7 separate regions of the Mus musculus genome follow, and all the other regions are linked to region 2. The links are chromatin contacts, called in public HiChIP or PLAC-seq and promoter capture Hi-C maps. All regions are on one chromosome and are shown on one strand. The core of a region is the stretch at or near the end of the contact, and the rest is flanking DNA. Distances in the headings are between cores, read along the strand shown.

The links. Promoter capture Hi-C pulls out the DNA fragments that hold promoters and counts their contacts. HiChIP or PLAC-seq counts read pairs in DNA pulled down with a chosen protein or histone mark. Capture Hi-C pulls out chosen DNA fragments and counts their contacts.
Region 1: a contact with region 2 is called in an H3K27ac HiChIP or PLAC-seq map of epiblast stem cells, with 7 times the contacts expected there. The contact joins the promoter of Naga here to the promoter of Serhl in region 2. A contact is called at or near these places in 13 of 39 promoter capture datasets (the C10 cell line, cranial neural crest, embryonic stem cells and 7 more), 1 of 15 datasets of contacts at CTCF or cohesin (large pre-B cells), 5 of 484 Hi-C or Micro-C datasets (B cells, the Ba/F3 cell line, the HPC-7 cell line and 2 more), 17 of 115 datasets of contacts at active chromatin or transcription factors (the 230-238 cell line, the HPC-7 cell line, T-cell acute lymphoblastic leukemia and 13 more) and 3 of 9 other capture datasets (adipose tissue, embryonic stem cells and liver).
Region 3: an H3K27ac HiChIP or PLAC-seq map of large pre-B cells shows a contact between it and region 2, with 4 times the contacts expected there. The contact joins the enhancer-like site here to the promoter of Serhl in region 2. A contact is called at or near these places in 2 of 39 promoter capture datasets (the 3T3-L1 cell line and liver), 1 of 484 Hi-C or Micro-C datasets (embryonic fibroblasts), 2 of 115 datasets of contacts at active chromatin or transcription factors (bone marrow-derived macrophages and large pre-B cells) and 2 of 9 other capture datasets (adipose tissue and embryonic stem cells).
Region 4: a promoter capture Hi-C map of embryonic stem cells shows a contact between it and region 2, with 7 times the contacts expected there. The contact joins the promoter of Tnfrsf13c here to the promoter of Serhl in region 2. A contact is called at or near these places in 7 of 39 promoter capture datasets (3T3-L1-derived adipocytes, the HPC-7 cell line, embryonic stem cells and 4 more), 1 of 115 datasets of contacts at active chromatin or transcription factors (large pre-B cells) and 2 of 9 other capture datasets (adipose tissue and liver).
Region 5: a contact with region 2 is called in a promoter capture Hi-C map of liver, with 4 times the contacts expected there. The contact joins the promoter of Ccdc134 here to the promoter of Serhl in region 2. A contact is called at or near these places in 3 of 39 promoter capture datasets (embryonic stem cells and liver), 1 of 484 Hi-C or Micro-C datasets (embryonic stem cells), 1 of 115 datasets of contacts at active chromatin or transcription factors (large pre-B cells) and 2 of 9 other capture datasets (liver and pancreatic islet).
Region 6: a contact with region 2 is called in a promoter capture Hi-C map of liver, with 5 times the contacts expected there. The contact joins the promoter of Wbp2nl here to the promoter of Serhl in region 2. A contact is called at or near these places in 3 of 39 promoter capture datasets (cranial neural crest, liver and stem cell-derived epiblast-like cells), 1 of 484 Hi-C or Micro-C datasets (neural progenitor cells), 2 of 115 datasets of contacts at active chromatin or transcription factors (large pre-B cells and stem cell-derived neural progenitor cells) and 3 of 9 other capture datasets (adipose tissue, embryonic stem cells and liver).
Region 7: an H3K27ac HiChIP or PLAC-seq map of acute myeloid leukemia shows a contact between it and region 2, with 5 times the contacts expected there. The contact joins the promoter of Srebf2 here to the promoter of Serhl in region 2. A contact is called at or near these places in 8 of 39 promoter capture datasets (the 3T3-L1 cell line, 3T3-L1-derived adipocytes, embryonic stem cells and 3 more), 2 of 484 Hi-C or Micro-C datasets (embryonic fibroblasts and embryonic stem cells), 4 of 115 datasets of contacts at active chromatin or transcription factors (acute myeloid leukemia, bone marrow-derived macrophages, embryonic stem cells and 1 more) and 1 of 9 other capture datasets (liver).

Annotation. Positions count from the first base shown.
Region 1 is chr15:82,337,172-82,340,372 of GRCm38.p6, forward strand. Naga (N-acetyl galactosaminidase, alpha) reads right to left here and starts at 1,655. Exons shown (of 10, transcript NM_008669.4): 1 at 1,581-1,655; 2 at 1,067-1,143; 3 at 216-351. The coding sequence starts at 1,082. It also overlaps a transcript of Pheta2 not described here.
Region 2 is chr15:83,098,794-83,101,967 of GRCm38.p6, forward strand. Serhl (serine hydrolase-like) reads left to right here and starts at 1,412. Exons shown (of 12, transcript NM_023475.3): 1 at 1,412-1,554; 2 at 2,851-3,000; 3 at 3,079-3,174. The coding sequence starts at 1,551.
Region 3 is chr15:82,165,253-82,168,151 of GRCm38.p6, forward strand. All of the region lies in intron 1 of Srebf2 (sterol regulatory element binding factor 2), which reads left to right. Among named protein-coding and RNA genes, the nearest start is that of Srebf2, 19 kb to the left of the region's middle. Within about 2 kb of position 1,594, at least 159 of the 459 cell types and tissues checked have an H3K27ac peak or open chromatin away from gene starts, as enhancers often do. A contact at or near this core is called in adipose tissue, bone marrow-derived macrophages and liver, where this site is marked.
Region 4 is chr15:82,222,455-82,225,670 of GRCm38.p6, forward strand. Tnfrsf13c (tumor necrosis factor receptor superfamily, member 13c) reads right to left here and starts at 1,926. Exons shown (of 3, transcript NM_028075.3): 1 at 1,714-1,926; 2 at 1,265-1,468; 3 at 1-822. The coding sequence starts at 1,858. The coding sequence ends at 644.
Region 5 is chr15:82,125,828-82,129,176 of GRCm38.p6, forward strand. It overlaps Ccdc134 (coiled-coil domain containing 134), which reads left to right and starts at 2,095. Exons shown (of 7, transcript NM_172428.2): 1 at 2,095-2,222. It overlaps Mei1 (meiotic double-stranded break formation protein 1), which reads left to right. Exons shown (of 31, transcript NM_028897.3): 31 at 787-987. The coding sequence ends at 832.
Region 6 is chr15:82,297,723-82,300,911 of GRCm38.p6, forward strand. Wbp2nl (WBP2 N-terminal like) reads left to right here and starts at 1,262. Exons shown (of 6, transcript NM_029066.1): 1 at 1,262-1,346. The coding sequence starts at 1,285.
Region 7 is chr15:82,145,999-82,149,039 of GRCm38.p6, forward strand. Srebf2 (sterol regulatory element binding factor 2) reads left to right here and starts at 1,271. Exons shown (of 19, transcript NM_033218.1): 1 at 1,271-1,492. The coding sequence starts at 1,405.

The sequences.
Region 1 (3,201 bases), core at 405-2,904, 760 kb before region 2:
CTGTCTGGCATTTTATCTTCTTTCAGTTACCTCAGAGGCCAAGTACACCTACTGAGGCCCCAAGCAGGTCATGGGGCTAGGTGTCAGATACATTCATTCTGACTCTGCATTTTTCTATTTAAAAAAATTTTTTTAAAATTTTTGCTGATGAGTGTCTTTCACCCACTGACCCACTGACCCCATTTTGTTGCCCTGGGTAAGCAGATCTTACTCACCTGATGCAGTTCTTCGGGTCCTCCACACAGTCGATGTTACAGCGGAAGCGTTCCCAGGCCAGCCAGCCCATGGGTGGAGTCCGCAGTAGCCCATTCTCCAGCATCAGTACCTGAGCCACCAGGGCCAGTAAGAGCACTGAGGGGGAGGTGGATGGTGACTTGTAAATGGTTCCTACAGCACCCCACCCCCCAACCCCAGTCATCACCTCAACCCCTCCAGCCCTTCAGCCCTCCCCAGGTACAGGCCAGTAGGGTTAGAGTTGCCTCAGCCTGTGAGTGCAGTCTGGGGGGGGGGGTACATGGGGCAAAGTAATGTATTCAAAAAGCTGTTGCTACAGACTGGGAATCAATGGAACGGACCCCTGAAGTCATGTCCTTGATATACATGAGACCAGATGCCCTCTTCCCTCCCTCCCTACACAGAAATGACAGTTCATTGTGGACTCTGGGTTTCTGAGGCCTTGGAGTTTTTGCTCTCCACCTCAGAAAGCCTCAGAAGGGCCTAAAGGGGTTGGTCAGGGTGGACTTGTACCCAGCTGCTCACCTACACAAGCCCCTTCCTCTTGGCTTTCAGCTTCCTTATATATAAATTACCACACCCACATGACAGGGCTGCTACAGCCCGCCAGGATCGGGTAAGATAGGACCTATACACTGGAGCAGGGCTGAAAAAGGAAGTGGCCTCTTTGGAGGGGAAACGATTCTGAGGTGTGGGGCATCTCCTTGATTTTCCTGGCCCAGCTCCAAGGAGAGGCACACTTCTCCCCACATACCCCCATCAAGAAAGAGGAGGGCTGGGGCTTCCTCGCCACAGTCCTCCCCTGCAAAGCCACCTGAGTAGGTGAGGGTACCTGTCTTCTGCAACATTGCCTTGGAGTCAAATCTCAGGACCCACTCGAATCTGCTCTTAGCAGCTTTATATGCTGAACTGTGGAAGATAACAGATGTTATGTATCCCACCGGGCATAGTGGGACCCACCTTTAATCTCAGCACTCAGGAGGTAGAAGCAGGAGGATCTCTGAGTTCTGGGCCAGCCTGGTCCACATAGCCAGTTTCAGGCCAGCCAGGGCTACTAGGTAGAGAGACCCTATCTCCGAAAATAAAAGTTACGGATTCCACATTTGGTCCCAAGTCGCTTTCACTACCCTCACACACTCCTTCCCTACCCTTTACTTCCCGGAATCTAAGCTCTTCTTTTAGAACTACAAATAGTCTAGGACACTTTGCCCAAGAGCGGTTGTGACTGGTTCTAGGAATACCAGGAAGAAGGAAGGCTATAGGCCATGTCCGGTTCCAGGTCCCCGTGTGGGTTCAGATTCTCGGTTCTTAAACATCGCAGGCCCAGGGTCCCCCTTGATTCTTACCCTCGCGCTCGCTCAGTCCGCGGTAAGCCGTGAAAGCCCCCGTGGCGGCCGCTTGTACCTATAGCGACCCGGGAGGCGGAATGTCACGGGACAACCCTTCTTGAGCAACCAATCAGAATCCCCTAGCAACGCCGTGCCCTCCCTCTATGCCCCAGCTCCCAGCCTCCAAAAGCTCCGCCCATCTAAGCTCGCGTTCTGCGCGTTCCCGAGGCGCGCTCCCGTGGGAAGTCGGCTTGGGCGCCCTGTGCGCGCGCCGCTGTGCCTCGGGTCTGGTTGGAGTCCTCCGTCCTCCGCCCCAGAGGGCGGGGGTGGTGGCCCGCACTGCCCGTGCTCAGTAAGTAGCTGTGCAGTGAATTCCTACAGAGGGCGATACCTTGCTCTTTTTTTGTTTGTTTGTTTGTTTGTTTGTTTGTTTTATTTTGTTTTGTTTCTTCGAGACAGGGTTTCTCTGTGTCCTGGAACTCATTCTCTAGACGAGGTTGGCCTCGAACTCAGAAATCCACCTGAAACCTTGCTCTTAACCACTCGAAAACGGTAGTGAAAGAGGCTGGGTGGGGTTTCAGCTCTCGAAAGGTCAGGAGGCTGCCCCCTCCACCTGACACCCAAGGGGTTGTTCGCCCACCCACTCCCCAAATGTATTTATTCATTACTTATTCATATGTTAAACACAGGCTAGGTGCCAACCACTATTTCTGGATGCCTTTACACCGATGATGATCATAGCTGTCCCCTCTCCGAATCTGTGCCATTTTCCTCCTATCAGGTAATGGCAAACCGACTTCTCTGCCAATCTTTTCTCTCAGCCTTTACATGCAATTGTCCAAAAATTGATTCCTGCCTTTAAATTCCACCTCTCATCCCACCCAGTAACGCTGGCCTCATTACATATTGCCTGGATGATTCGGAGACAGCCCTCAAGGGCCTCCTTTGTCCACCTTACTTCTCCAAGGCAGCCAAGGCAAACCTGAAAACTCAGCTCTGTGGGCTGGTAAGATGGCTCAGTGGTTAAGAGCACTTAGTGCTCTGGCAGAGCACGAGGGTCCGTCTCCAGACTCACATGCCAGGGGATCTGATGCCCTCTTCTGAACTCTGAGGCCACCAGGCATTCACATGGTGCACATACAGGCAGATAATCGGGCACACACTTAACCTAAAAAAACGAACCCAACCCAGCCCTGGTCTTGTCTCTCTGAAGTCTGTGTGATGGCTACTCTCTTAGTTTGGGGAAATGGTGTTTCTAAACCCCACCCTCTACCTTTTGACCCTATTCCCTGCCGTCATCTTCCTCATTGCCCTCCTTGTGGCCCCTCAAACACAGCCTTTGAACCAGCTGTGCCTTCTGCTTAGAATGCACTTCTAGATATGGGCATAGCCGACACCCTCATTTCCCTTAATTATATGTCCAAGTGAGGTCTACTCTGCCCATTCTTCTATTTAAAAACGGCAAGCTCTCCCCTCCCTCCTCAGGAAACTCATGCTGTATTCTCCCCTTACCCACCCTCCCGCGACCTTCACCTTGTAACACATTTACTCTAGTGGATACTACTAGTTGAAGAAAAGTTAGTGAACATTGCAGCCACCAACCACCACACTCCCCCCTTAAAACATCCAGCAAAATGTA
Region 2 (3,174 bases), core at 162-2,661:
ATTGGTAACAATGTGTCACTGGGAAAGATTGGGAAAGGTCCCAGGCTTCCTGGTAGGTGTCTTGTTCCCAGTGGCTCTGAGTGACTGTACTCCGACAGAACTCAGTGAAGACCCTTATCTATCGAGAATCAAAGTGTGTTCTCCACCGATAGATGCCACTGATTGGACCCAACAGAAGTGTTCTCAAAGGGCTGGGGATGTAGCTCAGTTGGTAGAATGTTTGCCTGGCATGCATGCATCCACGTGTTTGACCCCCAGCAGTGCATAAACCAGGCGTGCAACCCCAGTGTTCTGGAGAGGGAGGGAGGCGGCTCAATTCAAGGTCACCCTCAGCTATGGAGTGAGTTCGAACCCTGTCTCCAAAAACCAAAGAATAGAACAGAAAAGCGTGGTGTGTTCCCAGCTCCTAACCTCTGAGTGAAACCACTCAGAAAAGTCCTGTCACAACCAGGCGGCCCCATTTTCCAGCCCCTCATCTACGTTGGCCTATTTTTCAGCCTCAAATTTCTCTCCACAGTGGCTCTGCCCAGCCTCCCCTCCCTCCCCTTACTACAGCCTGTGATGCTCAGGGTTTGCCCTGTCACCCCTTTGGGGAACTCACCACACTGATTCCGCTCAGTGCCCAGGTCTGTGGTTCGCCAGCTACAACAATGATAGGGAATATCTCCCGCTGTTCCAGAGAGCCCACCTGGTAAATTTAAAAGCTCAAGATTTCTGCTTTTAATTTAAAAGGTAGTGCTTGTATGTGTCCATTTTAGGAATGTTTGTGATTGGATTGCTAGGGTTAGCTTTAGGATGAGTTTTGGTCATTGGAGAGTCCTGCAGTGTATTCCAGGCTGGCCTCCAAAAACCCACAGGCCTTTCCCAGCCTCCTGAATGCACCCCGTGCCCACAGTCTGACTCTGAGTTCTTCTCGGGACTGAAACTGTTTTCAGTCCTTCCTTGCCTGGGGATGGTTTCTGCCAGAGCCCTCGCTTTATACATTCATTTATTCATTCAGGCCGTGCAATCAATTATCAAAGCTGGATAGCGCCAGGCACTGCTGAGGGACCGCAGCCACCGTGGGGACACGGTGGGGAGGCATGAAACACTGTGAAACAGTCGTCTCATTTCTGTGGGAATCAGAGAGGATCCTCGAGGGAGCTTTCCTCACTGTGGGGCCACCGGGGCCTTGTCTAGCTCGTGGTAATCATGCGGGGATGCCCAGGTATTGAGCCTGTCAAAGCTTGTCCTCCAGAGACTTACTTCTCTGCTAGCTCTGACACCATCCCACCGTAGCAGCACAGCAATGTGCCAGGAGTTGAGCAGCCCTGAGATCCTCCTGAAAGTCCCGGGCCGGCCGCAGGAAGGCGGGGCCTCGGTGGGCGGTGTCGCTTGAAGGGGCGGGGCTGGCGCTAAAACTGGGGCTAAGGAGACGGAAGCCGGTGGGGACGGGAAGGACCTGGAGGGAAAGTCCTGAGCGGGACGCAAGAGGCGGGGCGTGAGCTTCTGAGTCCTTCCAGTTCCTGTGACCTCCTCAGCGAGGAGTGACAGCCTCACCGACCAGAGCAATGGGTGAAAATGTCCCTCAGGGCCCCTTAGATTGGAGTGGGAAGGGGGAGGCCGACGAGTGCTCCCACTCGCTTACTTGAGCTGGTGGAGTGGACGCTCATCGCCCTCTCCCAGGCTCAGTGGGCAGCACTGGGATCTAGCAGAGCCAGACTCGGGGCTCCTGATGGCCGCTGAGTCCTAGGCTGCTATTTGGGGTTGCTCTTTGGGTCCAACAGCAGCAGAAGGTCAGCTCTGGAGCACATCTGACTTGAAGAGGCCCAGATGGAGCCCTGGAGTCAAGCTGACTCTCTCCCCCTCTCCTTCCTCCCCTTCTCCCTTTCCTGTGCCTCAGTTTCGTGATCTGTGCACTGAGAACAGCAGTGGCCCAACTCTCCAACTCACGGTGTATAGATAGATAGATAGATAGATAGATAGAGTATAAAGTGTCTGGCATCGGCTCCGAAGGTATAGGAAAAGCTGGCCACGGTGATCTCCCAGTTTCGATTTCCAAGGGTTCAGTTTCCTAAGGTCCAAAATGTGAGGGCACAGACCAGTTTTGAGCAGCATGGTACTCTGAGTAGTGTCTTAAAACCCTCAGCCATTTTACTGTATGTAGCTTTAGCTGGCTTGGAACTCCCTAGACCAGCCTATCCTTAAGTGGCCGAAATCCTCCTGCCTCTACCTCCTCAGGACTAGGCTAGGCTTATAGGTGTGATTAATACACTTGGTTCTCATAATAATATTTTAGAGTCAGTGCTGCACAAATTGTAGTATATTTGTTTTATTTTGTTGATTTGAAGTTTTATGAGACAATGTTTTATCGTCTATCCATGTCTACCTTTTAAGGGCTGGGATAACAGGCATGTATAATTATTGTTATAGGTAGCATTCAGTGTATGGGGTCTGTTACTGCTTGAAGTTTCAGGTATCTACAGGGGCTCTTGGAATGGGTCCCATATAGTTATGAGGCATTATTCTCTATTTGCTCCTGTTTAACAGAAAGGGAAACTGAAGATGGAGAGGTTTTAGGCAAGCCAAGGTCATACAGCCCACAAGTGTCAGGGTTCAAGCCGGCAGCCCCCAACCTACTCCTTCCAGTTCTGCCCTAAAAACCAATGAGCTATATCCTGAAAAACCTATTCAGATCTTTCTCATCCAGGGGACCCAAGCTGTCTTTCCCTGTTATCTGGCAATCAGTCTGTCTAAAGCTTAGACATAGGCCAGTAGCTCAGGCGCCTGTGCCTCTTGGTGCACTCATAGGGGCTTAGGAAGTGCCGGATTCCTGGATGCAGGGGTTGACAGACCAGATCTGCCTTGCAGGTTTGCACTCAGAGTTGAAGTTGGCTGTGCCCTGGGGCCACATTGCTCTCAAAGTCTGGGGCTCCCAGAAGAACCCTCCAGTTCTCTGCTTACACGGCTGGCTGGACAACGCCAACTCCTTTGACAGGCTCATTCCTCTTCTTCCCCAAGGTAGGGCCGTGGGCTGAAGGGCCGTGGAGGGGTGACGGCAGCCATGCCGAGCCCCTCTCTTCCTCTTCCCTGCTGCAGACTTCTGTTACATGGCTATGGATTTCGGAGGCCACGGGCTCTCGTCCCATTACAACCCAGGCCTCCCGTACTACCAGCAAAATTTTGTGAGTGAGG
Region 3 (2,899 bases), core at 344-2,843, 930 kb before region 2:
TGCCTTGGTATACACAAGCTCCCCCTGCCCCGTAAATAAATATAACTCAAAAATAAAACATATTATCTAACAACATTCATAATAAATATAAAGTGTAAGAATAACATTGTACTAATGTCTCAACGAATTAATAAAATATGTATTGAAAAAATAAGTAGTGGGGCTTGCAGAGGACACCCCAGCCACATGGCAGCTAGTAAAACAGTCTGTAACTCCAGGGGATCCAGCGCCCTCTTCTGTCCTCTGTGGGTACTGCATGTACGTGGTGCTCAGACACATTCAGGGAAAACCCCCATACAATAAGAATAAGTGACCTTTGCTCTGTGCAGTCACTCACTGTAGTCTAAGGTCTGAGGAGACCAGCTTTGGCAGTATGGTAAACCCTGAGTTATGTGGTAAGTTATACAGTAAGACCCTGGCTAAACTCTTCATCCTACCCCACCCTCACTCCCCTAAACAGAGTAATGACCTCTGTAAACCAGTTCTTCTCTTACCTCTCTGGGCTAGACAACAAATACCCATAGGACTATTAGCTGACTGTGTCATTTGAACACATTGTTACTCCATCTGGGGCGCTTTGGATGTACTCCTAATCAAAATTAATCTGATCAGGAGCCTGAAGTGATGGATTAGTGGCAGAGAGCCCTGGCCGTACTTCCAAAGGACCCAGGTTCAATTCTCAGCCAACCACACAATCTGTAACTCTAGTTCAGGGTTTCTGGTATCACCTGCATACATAGAGATAGACAAGTATGCCGGCAAAAACTCAATGGCATAGATTAAAACAATGCAAATTTGCTCTGATCATACTTTGATGTGCACTAGAGGCTGCCTGGCTAAGGCAGCCAAGATATGTTGTCGTCTCTAGGTCATAAGCTCCGTAGACTATACATGAACTTCTGTTTCTGTGAGGCATGAAGCTATTTGAAATGCACAGGTGCTAAAAACCTCCCTCTAGTTTTGTTTCTTTGCTTTTTTTTTAAAGAAGCAGAACCCAAATGTAGATTCTTGGTGCCCCAAGCAACTTAGCCTCAACTTTTAGAGACTGCTAAGGCTGGGGAAACGGTGGAGAAGGAAGTGAGGTGTGCTTGGGTGTGCCGGCCACTTCCGGGGAGCCTCTTTGCCCCCGTGCTCTGTGAACTGCAGCTGGAACACAAACTCCATTTTCAAAGCTTCATAAAACCTTTTCCCAGGCCTTGCTTTCCCTGGCTTCATGGCTCTCTGTGGAAATGAGAGCCCGTGTAACTGCCTGACACAAAACTCGGAGTGGGGAGCCATTCTGTGCTCTCACGCGGTGGAGGGTGGAGTCAGAGCATGACTGTTCCTGGAGCCTGCACCTCAGCTCCCTGCGTGTCTCTGCATGGCGCTCCTTCCCACAGTCGCTCATCTTGCCTTACCACTTGGTTAGGGCCTGCTGCTCAGCTTTCTGAAGTTGGCTTCACTGATACTTTCTATGTAAGCGTTGAAAGGCATTTTACTTTAAGAAGAAAAGAAAAAAAGAAGCAGCGGCCGTTCCATTCCATCTGCCTACACGCTCTTAACCTGCTTTGTGAACTAAAACCCTGTGACCTTTGCACACCAGCCGGTATTGCACCCCCCCCCCAGCAAAGGGAGCTTTGAGAGCTTTGAGAGCGAGCGCTTGGTGGAGTAAACTTTAAGCAGGCCCAAGTGCGTGTGCAGTGGGTGCTCAAGGGGCTTCCTGAGGGCCCGCCCCTTGCTGGCGTTTTGCATAAATTATCTTATTTCACCTCAGAGCAAAGAATCAAGTGTGTATTTATGTCCCAGCCAGCCTTTTGTGGTGAGAGAGAAGTAATCTGTCCTCACGGCTCCTGGAGCTGCCTTCCTGAGACCCAGGCCCAAACAGCACCAAACCCAAGCCTGTGCGCCCTCCCTCGGACTGCCCTTTCCTTTGGTTTTATGGCACTTGGGAAGGGCTGGAGAATTGCTAGATTTCTCCTAATCATCTTAAAGTTTCCCATAATCTCGTATTATGCTCGTGCGCCAGGTGTGCGTTTCATTTGTGTTTTCTTCTGAGACTCAGGACAGCTCTTAGTTAAAGTGTGGAGAAGGACTTGCCCTTAGTTGACCTTTGCCATGTCTGTGACTTGTGCCCTCCCACGTACGTACATCAGACTGGAGCAGTGAGGTGTTTGTAAGTGGAGCTGACATGCCTGGCTGGTTGAACGGCGATTGAATTGCTAAGCTCCAGTTGCTCCGTTTGGACCGCACTAGGAATCTCCAGTAACATGCTGCTTGCCCCACATACGACTCGGCTTCCTCAGACACCTCCCCTACTTTCAGAGACTTGGAAGGGACTTTCTGGGGCAGAGGAAGAGGACTTGGGGGAAGGAATGGAGACGGTGCTTTTTGGTTTGGAAGGCTGGTCTCTCTTTATTCTTATTATTTATATTATTTACTTTGTGTTGGGTGCATACTCCATGGCACATGTGTGGACGTGAGAGGACACCTTGTGAGAGTCAGTTCTTTCCTTCCTCCATGTGGCTTCTGGGGTTCAGACTCAGGTCGTCAGGCCATGCCCAGTGTCTTTTCCCACTGAGCCATTGTGCCAGGCATGGGGGCTGTTCTTGCCACAGTGGTTTGTTTGGTGTCTGAATGAGAGCATCAGAGGCTAAGAGAGCCTCTGGAATTCCCGACCACTTTTCAAGAATAATCACTCATTTCATGGGTACGCGTTCACGTCTTTCCTTTTAGAGTATCTTACACGTACGCCCCAGGAACAGGAAGCGGTCATGAGAAACAAGAGTGTCTGGAGTTAGTGGAGCGTATGGAAGCCTTCCCAGGCTTGAGGCTTCAGGGGAAGAGGGATTCAGGGGTTACAGACACTTGGAATATGATCTAGAAAGGAGAGCATAGTTTCCAAGGGGGCCCCACAGACTTC
Region 4 (3,216 bases), core at 676-3,175, 880 kb before region 2:
AGTAATGAGCCACCCGCAGTGCATTCTGGGAATCAAACTCTCATCCTCTGGAATCACAGTAAGCGCTGTTGACCATGAATTTCTCCAGCCGCTAATTTTGACATTTTTAAGTGTGCATGCATGCATATGTGTGTGTGTGTGTGTGTGTGTGTGTGTGTGTGTGTGTGTGTGCTCTAGAGCAAATGAGTGCTGGTGCCTTTGGAGGCAAGGATGTTCCAGGGGCTGGAGTGACAGGTGGTCTTAAGCTGCCAGATCTGAGTTCCGGGAAGCTGAACAACTGGAGTCCTCGGCTAGAACAGCACACAAACCGAACTGCTGAGCCATACCTCCAGCCCAGTAATCCAAAATTTTTAGAACGAGATTAAGTTTCCAGTCTCCGACTCACTACAGAGATTAAATATGCAACCCTCAAGTCTATCCAACCATCTGAAGGCACACAGGCTTAAAAACCATCTCAGAAATGGAACGTTCTCAAGTCAAGAGCTAACACAAAAGCAATCTCATGTGGCCTGTAGTGTCTGGTTCTGCCGGGTTCGCCCCCCAGGCAAAGGACTCCGTCACTGAAGGGCCAAGTTCTTTCCCAAGCTGTTGGGTGAAGTCCACAAGCCCAGTAGAGATCCCTGGGTTCCAGCCTCCACTGCTGCTATTGCTCTGGGCCAGCTGTCTTGGTGGTCACCAGCTCGGTGGAGCCCAGTTCTGTGGCGGGCACCGGGACGCTGTGGCGTGGCAGGGCGCTGTCTGCATCTTCTTTGAGCGGAGGCCAGGTAGGAGCTGAGGCATGAGGGGTTTCTGAGGAGGGTACAAAGACATTTTCCAGGGACTCTGGGGTGGGAGAGGGAGCAGGTAAGATAAGGCAGGAAGGACGGAATCACAGCCCCCCCCCCCCACGCCCGTTCTAGAAGCCTCCTCTGGGACGGCCCTAGGAGGAGGACGGGGAACAGCACGTGACAGGTCTTCAACACAGGAAGTGCTGAGTTCAGAGACTTGATAAGATGAGGTGAGGGAGAGGGGTGTCTGGTCAGCCCACAGGGCATAACCTAGCATCAGGCCCTTGGGCTCCCAAATGTCAGGGCAGACACCTCCGTCCCAAACATCTCTTTTTGGCCTCTGGGTCTTCTTGCTTGGATTAAGGCTTGGGCTGTACTGTCCTCCCTGCTTTATGACAGCATCAGAGTCAACTCCAGGTCTCCCTCAGTCCTGTGTCGTCCCCCCCCCAACCCCCCCAACCCCCCCCCCAACCTCCCCTAGCCCCGGCAGTTCTCACCTTGCTGGACTCCTTCTGAAGTGTCTGGGGAGGCCGTCCTGAGCTGTTGACGCCACCTCCAGCTCACCAGACTCACTAGACCCACCAGGGTCAGCGCCAGTATCAGTCCCAGGAGTGCGGGGGCACCGACGAGCAGCGCCACGTCGGGTCTCAGCGCGGAGCCCTCCTGAGGCTGCAGAGCTGTCCCAGGCTCCAGGCTGCTTGCTGTTGGCAGAGCGGATAAGGGGATGTGGGGATGAGGGGGATAAAGGGATGGGGGAGGGGGAGACGGAGAGGGACGGGGGAGGGGGAGGGGGAGGAGGAGGGAAAGAGAGATGGGGAGGGGGGAGGGAGAGACTAACAGTGAGGGATGTGGGAGACCATTGGCTCCAGGGTCAGCAGAGGAGCATGCGGCGCTGGTAGGCTGGATACCTCAGGCAGGTCGCGCCTATCCCCATGCCTTTGCTTACTATGTCCAGTGTCCGGCGTGTGGAAGAGCTCACAGGACACGCAGTTTCTCACCAGAGGGTCGAAGCACTCGGTCTGATTGCACTGGGTGGGCACCGAGCTGTCCCGGCTCCTCTGGCTTCGGACCCGGAGTCTCCTGGCGCCCATGTCGCCGCCTCATGCAGCTGGGACAGTTCCGAGTCTGGGCTGTGTGCCCTGTAGTCTAGAATGAAACCGCGACGCAGCATCCTCCGCCCCGCCCTTGCCTGCTGGGGTGGGACCACTGGGGTGGAGCTGCGACCTCGCCTGGAACCCCAGACCTCTTTCACCTGTGGTTCCTGCATTAAACCACTCAACTGTCACCGCAGACGACAGACAGCTGAGCATCATCTGCGCTGGGGGTCACACTGGAGCCTGCTCTTGGACAGCAGAGGGACCCTGTAGCCGCCTACCTTTTCCAGCCCCCTGCTGCTGTGCCTCACCAAGACCAATTGTTTCCACTAACCATCTGCCTCCAAGTCCCTCCTGCTTCCTGCTCTGCCCTTCCCAGGGTTGAGACATCAGATCATCTTGAGTGGCCCATGGGAATGCCCACAGGGGTGCTGGAGGGACACCGATAAATAAAAGACTTCCTAATCTCACTGCCCTCTCTAATCTTCCATATCCATGCCCTCTGCCCTGCCCTACCTCCTGGGCAGAGTCCCCTTTGAGAGTAATGGGGACAGATTGCCAGTCATCCTGGACTCCACGGGAGTGGGTAGGCACGGGGTCTGGCCTGAGGTCCACCAGTGCCAGTCAGCACCAACCATAACAGGAAGGTTCGATTGAGAAAATGACATGGTGTTGGTAGAGAGGTAAAGACTAGTGGCCAGTGTAGGGTAGAACGTGAGCAAAAGCCCGGTGCCTTAAATGGGGAGGCTAAGTTGTGCTCAGACCTGTGGGGCAGGCTGGACCAGCAGAAAACTTGGACTCTGGTCGCAGGGTGCTGGAGAGCCACACTAGCTTTCAGCAAGCAGAGCCCTGGGAAGACCTGAGGATTAGCAAGGGACCTCCCTGTCCCTGCAGGTCCTTTCTTAGATCATAAGCTTGTTCACATCTGTGCCTGTTGTATCAGGCTCTGCCCCCCCCCCCCCAAACCTCCATGTTCTCTCCCACTTGTCTCTCTCATCAGCGTCTCTCAGACCCAGCCCCAGTCACAGTCACACAAACAAGCTCTCTGGGGGTCTTGGGATATGTGCAGCCCCCTCCCCAGGGGTCATGGCCTGGGAAATGCCAGAGGGAGCTGCCAGCTAGGAGCTGGGGCCTGGAGTTCCCTGGTGGGCCTCAAGGTGGGCCATATAGACCTCTGAGCCCTCAGGGCTAGGGGCTTAGAGATATCTTTAGCAGCTGCAAGGGGCAGGGAAACATGCCCTCCAGGCCACACATACTGGAAACCAACCAACGTGGCCACTGCTTGAGGAGTGCTGAGAGAAAGGTGAGAGCGGCGTTGCTAGGGATAGATGGATGGGGTCCAGCTGGAGTGGAGG
Region 5 (3,349 bases), core at 845-3,344, 970 kb before region 2:
ATTATAGTGCTGGTGTGTGTGTGTGTGTGTGTGTAGGAGAACTTCCTTTTTTTTTCAATCCTAGTTTATTTATTTATTTATTATTTATTATATGTAAGTATACTGTAGCTGTCTTCAGACACCCCAGAAGAGGGTGTCAGATCTCATTATGGATGGTTGTGAGCCACCATGTGGCTGTGGGATTTGAACTCAGGACCTCTGGAAGAGCTGTCAGTGCTCTTAACCACTGAGCCATCTCTCCAGCCCAAGAACTTCCTTTTTAAAAAGATTTTATTATTTTTATGTACATGAGTACACTGTAGCTGTATTGATGGTTGTGAGCCATCATGTGGTGGCTGGGAATGAAGGTTGCCCACTCTGGTGGGCCTGGCTTGCTCCAGCCTCAAGATTTATTTATTATCTAAGTACACTGTAGCTGTCTTCAGATGCACCAGAAGAGGGCATCAGATCTCATTACGAATGGTTGTGAGCCACCATGTGGTTGTGGGATTTGAACTCAGGACTTTTGGAAGAGCAGTCAGTGCTCTTAACTGCTGAGCCATCTCTCCGGCCCCAGAGGAGAACTTCTTAGCCCTACTGGCTACTCCCCTGGCTATCTTCTCTTTTCATGGAACAGTTCTCTGTTATATGCCAACTGCTGGTCCCAGTTTTGGAGTCCGTGCCACCAATATTAGAAGTATTCATACTCTTCTCTGACCATTGCTACCCTTCTGGGGTTCTGTGATATCCCTCCCCTCCCCCTTCAGCTCTGTTTCTCTTTTATTCTCCTCTCATGATTCACGCCAGCTGCCTCGGAGGTGTGTCTGTTTCCCAGGCTCACATCAGAGGCTGAGCCTCAGGACATAAAGGCCCAGAAACAGAAAACAATGAGACCTGCAGACAAATTCCGGGCATAATGGTTGAGGGGGAAAACAATATCAAGCCTCTCTCTGGAGCTATTTTACACCACAGTGGAAATGGAATTGGGAAATAAAATAATGCATTAACATTCCTGTGTGCACTTTCACTCTGAGCTCATCTTCCTGGAACTTGTTCCTCAGCTACACAGCTGGACACTGGCTTGTTTCCGCAAATGATGGAGACAGACTGGAGAGTGAGAGCATTTAAGGAGCATGTGCACCAGGCAGTAGTGGCACACGCCTTTAATCCCAGAACTTGGGAGGCAGAGGCAGGCGGATTTCTGAGTTCAAGGCCAGCCTGGTCTACAGAGTGAGTTCCAGGACAGCCAGGGCTATACAGAGAAACCCTGTCTCAGAAAACCAAGGGTTGGGGCCTGAGCATGTGCAAAGTGCTTCATAGTTGTACATAGAGAACATGAAGAACCCCTGAGCTGGGAAGGCCCCAACATCAAGGGCCCCAAGCCTTGTGGTTGGACTTTGGAGAAGCACTTCACCTCAAGTGGACATGGGAAGAGGTACAAATCTCAGGGGGGAATAAAATCAAACCCACTTCAGCCTCTCTGGCTCAAGCCTTTTCTATACTCACGTGGGCAATGGTCATTTAACGTCTACCATCGCCGGCTACTGGCAGAAAACTCTGCCCGCACCTGTTTGTATATCAGCCCAGCCTGGGCTTTGCGTCCTAACTGGCCACTCCGCCGGTCTTCCCCGGATCTAGCTGTCCTGACACCCTCAATCCCTACCCCGGAGCAAAACAGAATGTCTACGAACAGAGGAAGAACTCTGGTTTAGAAATCAGTGAACTGGATGGACAAGTCGGGGTTGCCCGTGCTCCGCACTACCATAGGTTATGCTGGTTCCTTAAAAAGTTCTTTGGATCTTGCGAGCTGAGGTTTAAAATAGACTCAGATGAGACATCAGGCACTACGCTAAAAGCGCCGGGCAGCAAGGGTTTCGGGCCGCGGTTTGCTGACGCGCTTTCAGCAGGGTAAGGGCCCCATCGTAGCTTAACTTCCTCCAACTCCACCAGAACCGAGATCATCAGCGTGCCGGGCGACGGCTTCTCCCAGGACCACGCCGTGGCTGACAGCTGCAGCGACACGCGCCAGAGCACAGCGGGGCGGGGCCGGAAGTGAGGTCAGCGGAGCGCGGCGTTCGCGGCCCGGTCTCATTGGTCAGGAGCAGCGCAGTAGGTGGGCCGGCCGCTTGTCGGTCTCCTAGCACTGCTGGCCGGTTGCTGTAGAGTTCCGCGCCTTGCCAGAGTTGGGTGCTTCCGGCTGCTCGCCAAGGGGCTGCTCCCTTCTCCCTGCACCGCCGGCCGGGGTAGGTAGTGGTGGGGGTGCCGGACTGTACTGTAGGCTTCTTGGGAGGGGAGTGCGGAGCCCCCCGCACTGCGTACGGGTTCGGGACTCGGACACCTAGAAAGGCTCGCTTGCCCCTCCGAAGCTCCAAGGCGCGGAACCAAAACCCCCGCCCGGCCACTACCACAGGCTCTACAAGACGAGTTCGGAGTCGCTTGCCGAGTCTGAAAGAGCGCTGGGGACGCTTGGGACAGAAGCGAGATTTAGAGGCCGAAGAGTAGAGTATCAGTCATGAAAACCAGACCTGTCCCCCGCGGTCCGCTACTTTGCTTTCCCACGTTTGTCCTGCTTGAGTTATCCTAGGTTGTCTGGTAAATTTGTTTCCCTAAGTTTTGCTGTGGCCTGGTTCAAGTTCGCTTGGGTTCTGGAACATGAGACGGAAGGTGGACGGTCCTGGATAATCTTTGTTCTGTAGATTTCTGCTGTCCCGGCTCCGTGGGGGCAGGGGTTCTCCTAAGGATCTCTCCCAGAGCATCTCAAATTCTGGGTGGGGGTGTGGCCAGCTTTGATATGAGATGCCCTGTGCTTATTTAGAGACAAGACACAGTGCACTGAACTGAGAGTAAGACTCCTGGCTCAGCCTAGGAACAGCTGTAAGACTCTGAATAGTAACTTTTTTTTTTTTGTCCCCCAGTTTCCACATTAGTAAAACAGGGTATCTTTCATCTGAGTATGAGGCCTCTGTTGACTGTCATTTTCCACCCTAGTCTATCCATTTTGGAATTTTAGACAAGGCCTAGATTACTCTCAAACTTAAGGACATTCTCCAGCCTCAACCTCCCAAGTGGTGGGATTAAAGTTATGAGCCACTACTCCCAGCCCCCACATATTAATGTTTCACTTGACCAAATTCTTCTTATCCTTAAAAAAAAAAAAAAAAACAGAGCCAACTGTGTGTGTGTGTGTGTGTGTGTTCCATGTACACCTCAGTATGTGTATGCAGAGGACAGAGATCAATACCAGGTATCTTTAATTGTTCTCTTCCCTATTCGTTGAGACAGGACCTTTTACTGAACCTGGAGCTCCTAGATTCAGCTGGACTAGCTGGCCAGCAAGCTCCAGGAATAGTTGAGTCCCCAACTCCTCAGA
Region 6 (3,189 bases), core at 12-2,511, 800 kb before region 2:
CCGCTGTATACTATTTCTATTAAATTTTCTTTTCTTTTCTTTTTTTCTTTTTTCTTTTTTTTAAAGATTTATTTATTATAGGCCGGGTGTGGTGGCGCATACCTTTAATCCCAGCACTCGGGAGGCAGAGGCAGGCGGATTTCTGAGTTCGAGGCCAGCCTGGTCTACAAAGTGAGTTCCAGGACAGCCAGGGCTATACAGAGAAACCCTGTCTCGAAAAAACCAAAAAAAAAAAAAAAATTATTATATGTAAGTACATTGTAGCTGTCTGTCTTCAGACACACCAGAAGAGGGCATCAGATCTCATTACAGATGGTTGTGAACCACCATGTGCTTACTGGGATTTGAACTCAGGACTTCTGGAAGAGCAGACAGTGCTCTTAGCCACTGAGCCATCTCTCCCATCCGTAAGTTTGAGTCTTAATTCTAGTAAGTCTTGTATGTAAAAAATTATCTGTGCTAGGTGTGGTGGCCCATGCCTTTAAACCCAGCACTTGGGAGGCAGAGGCAGGAGGATCTCTGTGAATTTGAGACCAGCCTGGTCTACATAGTGAGTTCCAGAACAGTTAGGGATACATAGAGAGACCCTATTTACAAAAACAAAAACAACAAAACAAAACAAAAATCTGAAATCAGCACATGTCTTACAATGATAATATATCTATTATTTGACAATTTTCATTTCTTCACTGACACAATAACACTCTAGAATATCTTGAGTAATAGATTGAGTGGGACACCTACAAATGCATCCAAGAATTGGACCCACTGAAGGTTGAAATTCACTGTCCACTTCCTGACCTAGCTCATCTTTTTGGATGTTCTCTCCCAAGACCATTGGTTCTGTCCTAAGCCCTCTTTGATGGAAGGAAGCTCTGGTCTTATAAGAGTGGAGAAAATGTAGACCCTCACCCTGAGTTGGTTTGGGGGTTAATCTGGACTAAGATTTTGGGTTAATGGCTACTTTTTAAACCACTAGCTCCTAGCAGGACCAAGGCTGGTTGTAGGCCTAACATGACAGAGGCTAGTCACCCATCCTTCAGACCCTCCCCGTTCTAGGGGTAAAGCCAGCTCCACGAACACGCCCCTTTTCCTCACCCAGGCTCTCCTCCTCTGACTTGTGACAGCTCCTCTTGTGACAGCTGCCCACTCAACTCCAGGGTTTCTGCGCCATAATCTCCGCCCTCTCCTCAGGGACCCGCCCACTGCCTTGCAGGCCCCGCCCCTTTCCATTTGAAGAGCTGGCGGCGGCGGAGGCGGCGGCGGGAGGAGACCTAGAGCAAGATGGCAGTGAACCAGAACCATACAGTGGACCGCCGTTGGGCCGCCATCCCTCATGGTGAAAGGTGCCTGAGGGGACTTTCAGGCTGCTGTCAAGGAGGGAGGAGATGCTCAGGGTAGATATGTGCGCTAGAAAGCCCTCTGCGAATCGAGGGCTTTCCCGCCCTTTCCTCGGAGCTCCGCCCCTGACGTTTGAACGCATGCGCCAGCGGCCAAGTCCAAGAGCCTGTGGCTAGGCGCGTGCGCGGGTGCGAGGGGCGCGGGCATCCTCAGAGGAAAGGCTTGAGCGAGGATTGTGTGAAGAGTGTGCCAGCCCTTGCATTGCTGGACAGCTTCCAGTGGCTGTGTGCGACTTTACGACTTTAAGAGGGTGACAGTCACCCTGAGGGCCCTGGGTGCGCCTCAGGCCACCAGGAACAAAGGGGTAGGCGAGTTGGAAGAAGGGCTAGGATGTGGAGTGTAGGTAACTAATCCAGAATTGTCACAAGCCTTCCTCCACCCACCCACCCCCGGAAGTGCCTTTTCTTGGTTGCTTCAACCTAGGATATTGTCACCTTTACTGAAAAGACTGGGAACAAAATTAGGGGGGACCGAGGAAGACATGGCATTTCCAGTCGCTCATGGTGCTGGGGCTTCTCTGTCAGGAGAAGCCCACCTCTAGGCAAACTTAGTGACTTTGACACATGTCCTTTAATCTACCCCTCACCCACTTTCCTTACCCTCTGTCTCCGCCTCTTCTGGATTCTGCCCTCGCTCTGCTGATTTCCTTTTATTTCTCACTTAGCTGTGAGACTCATTCAATGATGTGCTTAAATAGAACTCTTGAGGTCAGTTCGAGACCAGCCTGATCTACAAAGCGAGTTCCAGGACAGCCAGAGCTATATTGTAGAAAGACTCTGTCTCAAAGAAGAAAAGTCCCGGTTTTTTGTTCTTGTCGTTGTTCCTTTAAATTTTTAGAATCTGTGCTCTTGAATACGTACCGATCATTTTCACTGAATAGCTAAGCATAGCAAGGATTCTTTGTCTTGATAACTGCACTGTCTGCAGTGAGCCGTTTCCCTCATTTCACAGGTAGGCATATGAGAAATAATTTGCTCAAAATCATTTTCAGTGCCCATGGGAACGCCTGGACTTGGATTTGAAGTTATATGCTATGCATCAACTTCTCTTGCTGTTTTTTGTTTTGTTTTGTTTTGTTTTGGTTTTTGGTTTTTTGAGACAGGGTTTCTCTGTCTCTTCATCAAGGAACAATCAGTTCTCTACCTTTCTCAGATACAAACGACAGTAAGGAAAGAGTTTGAGAGGAGGAAAATTGATTCTATTTTTAGTTTTCTTTATAGTTATGAGACACATTTGGGAGTTCAGTTACAATTGTGGTAAGTTTGAATGTGATGAAACGAAGTCTTGCTGTTTATTTATTTGGCTAGGGCTGGCCCTGAACTTGTGATTCTGCCTTAGCCTCGCAGTGAATGTAGTACTTAGACAACGACAGCAAAATATCCCAGAACACCTTAGATTTGGGGTTGAACAAGTATTTAGTCACACTGAAACACCAACTGTTGGGAGTAATAATAACATAGATATTGACAAATGAGAAGCATCCCCAGTGTATTGATAAAAGAGGAAGTAAGTTACAAAGAGGTTGGTGGTGGTGGGGAAGCCTATATTTCAGTGATGAGCAATAATTTAGTGATTTTCGAGTTGGAGGTGAAGTGTCTTGTTTCTATCTTGCCTTAGCATGGACATGTTGAACATTTTCTTTCTTTCTTTCTTTCTTTCTTTCTTTCTTTCTTTCTTTCTTTCTTTCTTTCTTTCTTTCTTTCTTTCTTTCTTTCTTTCTGGTTTTTCGAGACAGGGTTTCTCTGTATAGCCCTGGCTGTCCTGGAACTCACTCTGTAGACCAAGCTG
Region 7 (3,041 bases), core at 21-2,520, 950 kb before region 2:
GGATCTTTTTCCCTCTCAGAGCTGCAATACCTTCACTGGAGACCCTTTCCCCCTCAGAGCCTGCTGGAACACTTCATCCCAGAAGTTAAGAGCTGTTTGCTTGCCACGGAAATCAAATAAATGTGACAATGACAACTGTGGTCTTGTGCTGTTTTAAAGATGACAAACCAGGCTTATCAGCAAACAGTTGCTTAGCCAGCCCAGGAGCAGGAAGTGGCTTATTGGATATGCAGGTCTCCCCACAGAGCCTTCAGCTCTGACCCCCTAAGAACAACTGCCTCAGACTCACAAGAAGCTCTTCCTATGTATGCCATGAAAACCTTCTTCCTCTCAGTATACACTTAGGTCCTTTCTCAGATGTCCATTCCAGCATTTCTTTTTTTTAACGATGCCCTGATATTCTACTGTTTGGAGGTAATTTATGTACCTGATGCCTTACTGTGTTACTGTTTTCCCGTTAGAGAACTTTGTGATGAATGTCTTTGAATACATGTACTTAATAGCATTCCTCGGAACACTAATCTTTTTGTTTCTTCGGATAAGTTCTTGGAAGCGTGCACCTTTGTGTGCAGTGTGACCGACTACCTGTAAGATGATGCAGTGAGGTGACTGCAGGAGTGGGGCCTCACCTGGAGAGACCATTGAACAAATGACCTTGTCTGAAGGCCTTAGAATGATCGAGGTTTCCCAAAATTGAGGGCCAGTTGTAAAATGTTCACAATACTCAGGTGATCTCAAGACCCTGTTAAGTCTCGGATGGGATAAGTGTGACTTAGGGTCTGGATAGCCTATCCCAGAATGTTAGGGTACTATGATTCTACCCAGAGCTAGGGGGAGGGAAGAGGCAACTGGGGAGATGACGTAATGTGCTCCTAGAGTAAAGGGGGCGGTGGTAGAAGGTAGCGCCGGACAGCGGTGCGTTAACCCTTCTATTTCCGGGCTCTCGACAAAGTTGCTCCTGGAGCTGATCCAACGGAAAAGTAGCGGCTCCTTTAAGCCAGAAGAAGGCTGGGACGAGGACCCGGCGGCTACTCTCCGCTGGCGCTTGGATGCCGTGAGGGGCGGAGTCCCGCTATGCAAATCTGAGCTGCTGATCGATGACGCACCATCACCCCATGAGCCGCTTCGCGCGCCGATTGGCTAATGCAAGCCTGGTCCCATTGACAACAAACTTGGGGGTGCGGAGGCTCGGGGCGGGGCTGCAGTGGGCGCGGCCCGGGGCGGGGGAATTCTGCCCCGCCCCTTCCGTGGAGTCGGGGCGCAGCTCAAACATGGCGGCGGTTGGCACGGGGCGGTGAGGCGGTACCAGGTGGGGGCTGTCGGGTGTCATGGGCGGTGGCGGCGGTACCGCCTCCGCGTCTCCCTGAGCTGGACCTCACGGGGGACTCTGCGCCAAGCTGGGCGATGGATGAGAGCAGCGAGCTGGGCGTTCTGGAGACCATGGAGACCCTCACGGAGCTGGGCGATGAGCTGACTCTCGGGGACATCGACGGTGAGTGGCGGCGGCTGGGTGGGAGTGCGGGGGGCGCGCGGGGAGGAAGGGGTTACGGCGGCGCTCGCGGGTGCGCGTGCGCCCACCCCGCGATCGCCCCGGCGTGCGCGGGAAGGAACCCGCGGGGGCCGGGCTGCCCGGGAGGTTCCCAGTTCTTCTGGCTCCAGAGTCTGAGCCCGGGTCGTGACGCAGGGCTCCCGGTGGCTGAGGAGTCGTGGGCGCCGCGGGGCCCGAAGCGGGGCTGGGGGCGTCGCGAGTGCCGCCAGAGGAGAAAGCGAGGCGGCTGCCTCCCTCGCGCGCCCACACGCGCTCTGGTTTGTCCGGTCTTCGCCGGCGTCCCGCGTCGCACCTGTCACTCCCTGCCTGGCCACTGGAGCGGCTTCGGGATTTCCCGGACTGCGCTCCCGGGCTCGGCTCCCCCACGCCCCCGCTCTTTTCGGGATTGACTGACAGCCGGGTCTGCGGGCGCTCTGGAAAACTTTGGGCAACAGCTGCAAAAAGCAAGTTACTGATGGAGTGGACAGAGACCGCAGAGTGCGGCGGCCTTGGATGGAGACCCGGGCGCTCCTGCTGTCGCACTGCAAAGGGAGTTGAGCAGCAAGAATTTTGAGTTGTGGCCCCTCGGGTACAGACTAGGGAGCTGGTGGCCTTTGTTTCGGCGGCCTTAACAGCGAAGTGGAAGAACTGGTAGGAGCCCAGGGAACCTCTCTTAAAATTCTCTCACTTTTCAGCCACGGGAAGGAAGGTTTGGAGAGGGTCCCAGACTTGCCCGCGGTCATCATGCTGGTTAACAAAGCCCAGTTCTTTCTGTTTCTGAGCCACTATTAGTTTCTTTCCACTCCACCTTTAAGAAAAATAGGCTAGTAATTAAGTCATTCTCAGTAGTCAGGGCTCTTCTGAAGTTCTCAGTCCCAAATACTTTGCGTTAGTTCATTTATTCAATCCCGCTGAATTGGGTATCGCTCAGTTTTGCCGGAGGTGTCGTTTAAGGTCACTTACTTTAGAGAGTCCAGAACTCCTAGGCAGTGACTCAGTTTATGGAATGTTACTACACCTAGAATCTAGAACCTTGCAGGCAGATGTGATGGCCACATCCTCGCTTCGCAGGCGAAGAAGCAGGTAGAAGGTTCTCTCGTGGAGAAAGGAGTGACAACAGTTGTTTAAAGAAGGTGTTGGCCAGGTGCCTGTTTTGCTTTTGTAGCATTTTGTAGCATTTTTCCCTTAGGGTTCGCCCTTACTTCTCATTTTGGTCATCCAGACAGTGTGACAAGCCCGTGTATTGGAAGTTCCACTTTTAACCACAGATTCTTCCACCAAGGATCGCTAAACACTAAGATAGGTTAACGAATGGGAGGGGTTACTCCTTGGAACGTGGGAGTGGCTAAAGTGTTTTGAGCACCCAGGTACAAGATAAAAGTGTTAAGCACTCACACAGGTTCCCAATACTTATCACAGCCCTGTCAGATAAAGATGGATGTCAGACTGGCCATCTCCCCTCACCGTTGTTGGGACTGAAGCCCAGCGCTGTTCATTAGCATACCCAGGGTTC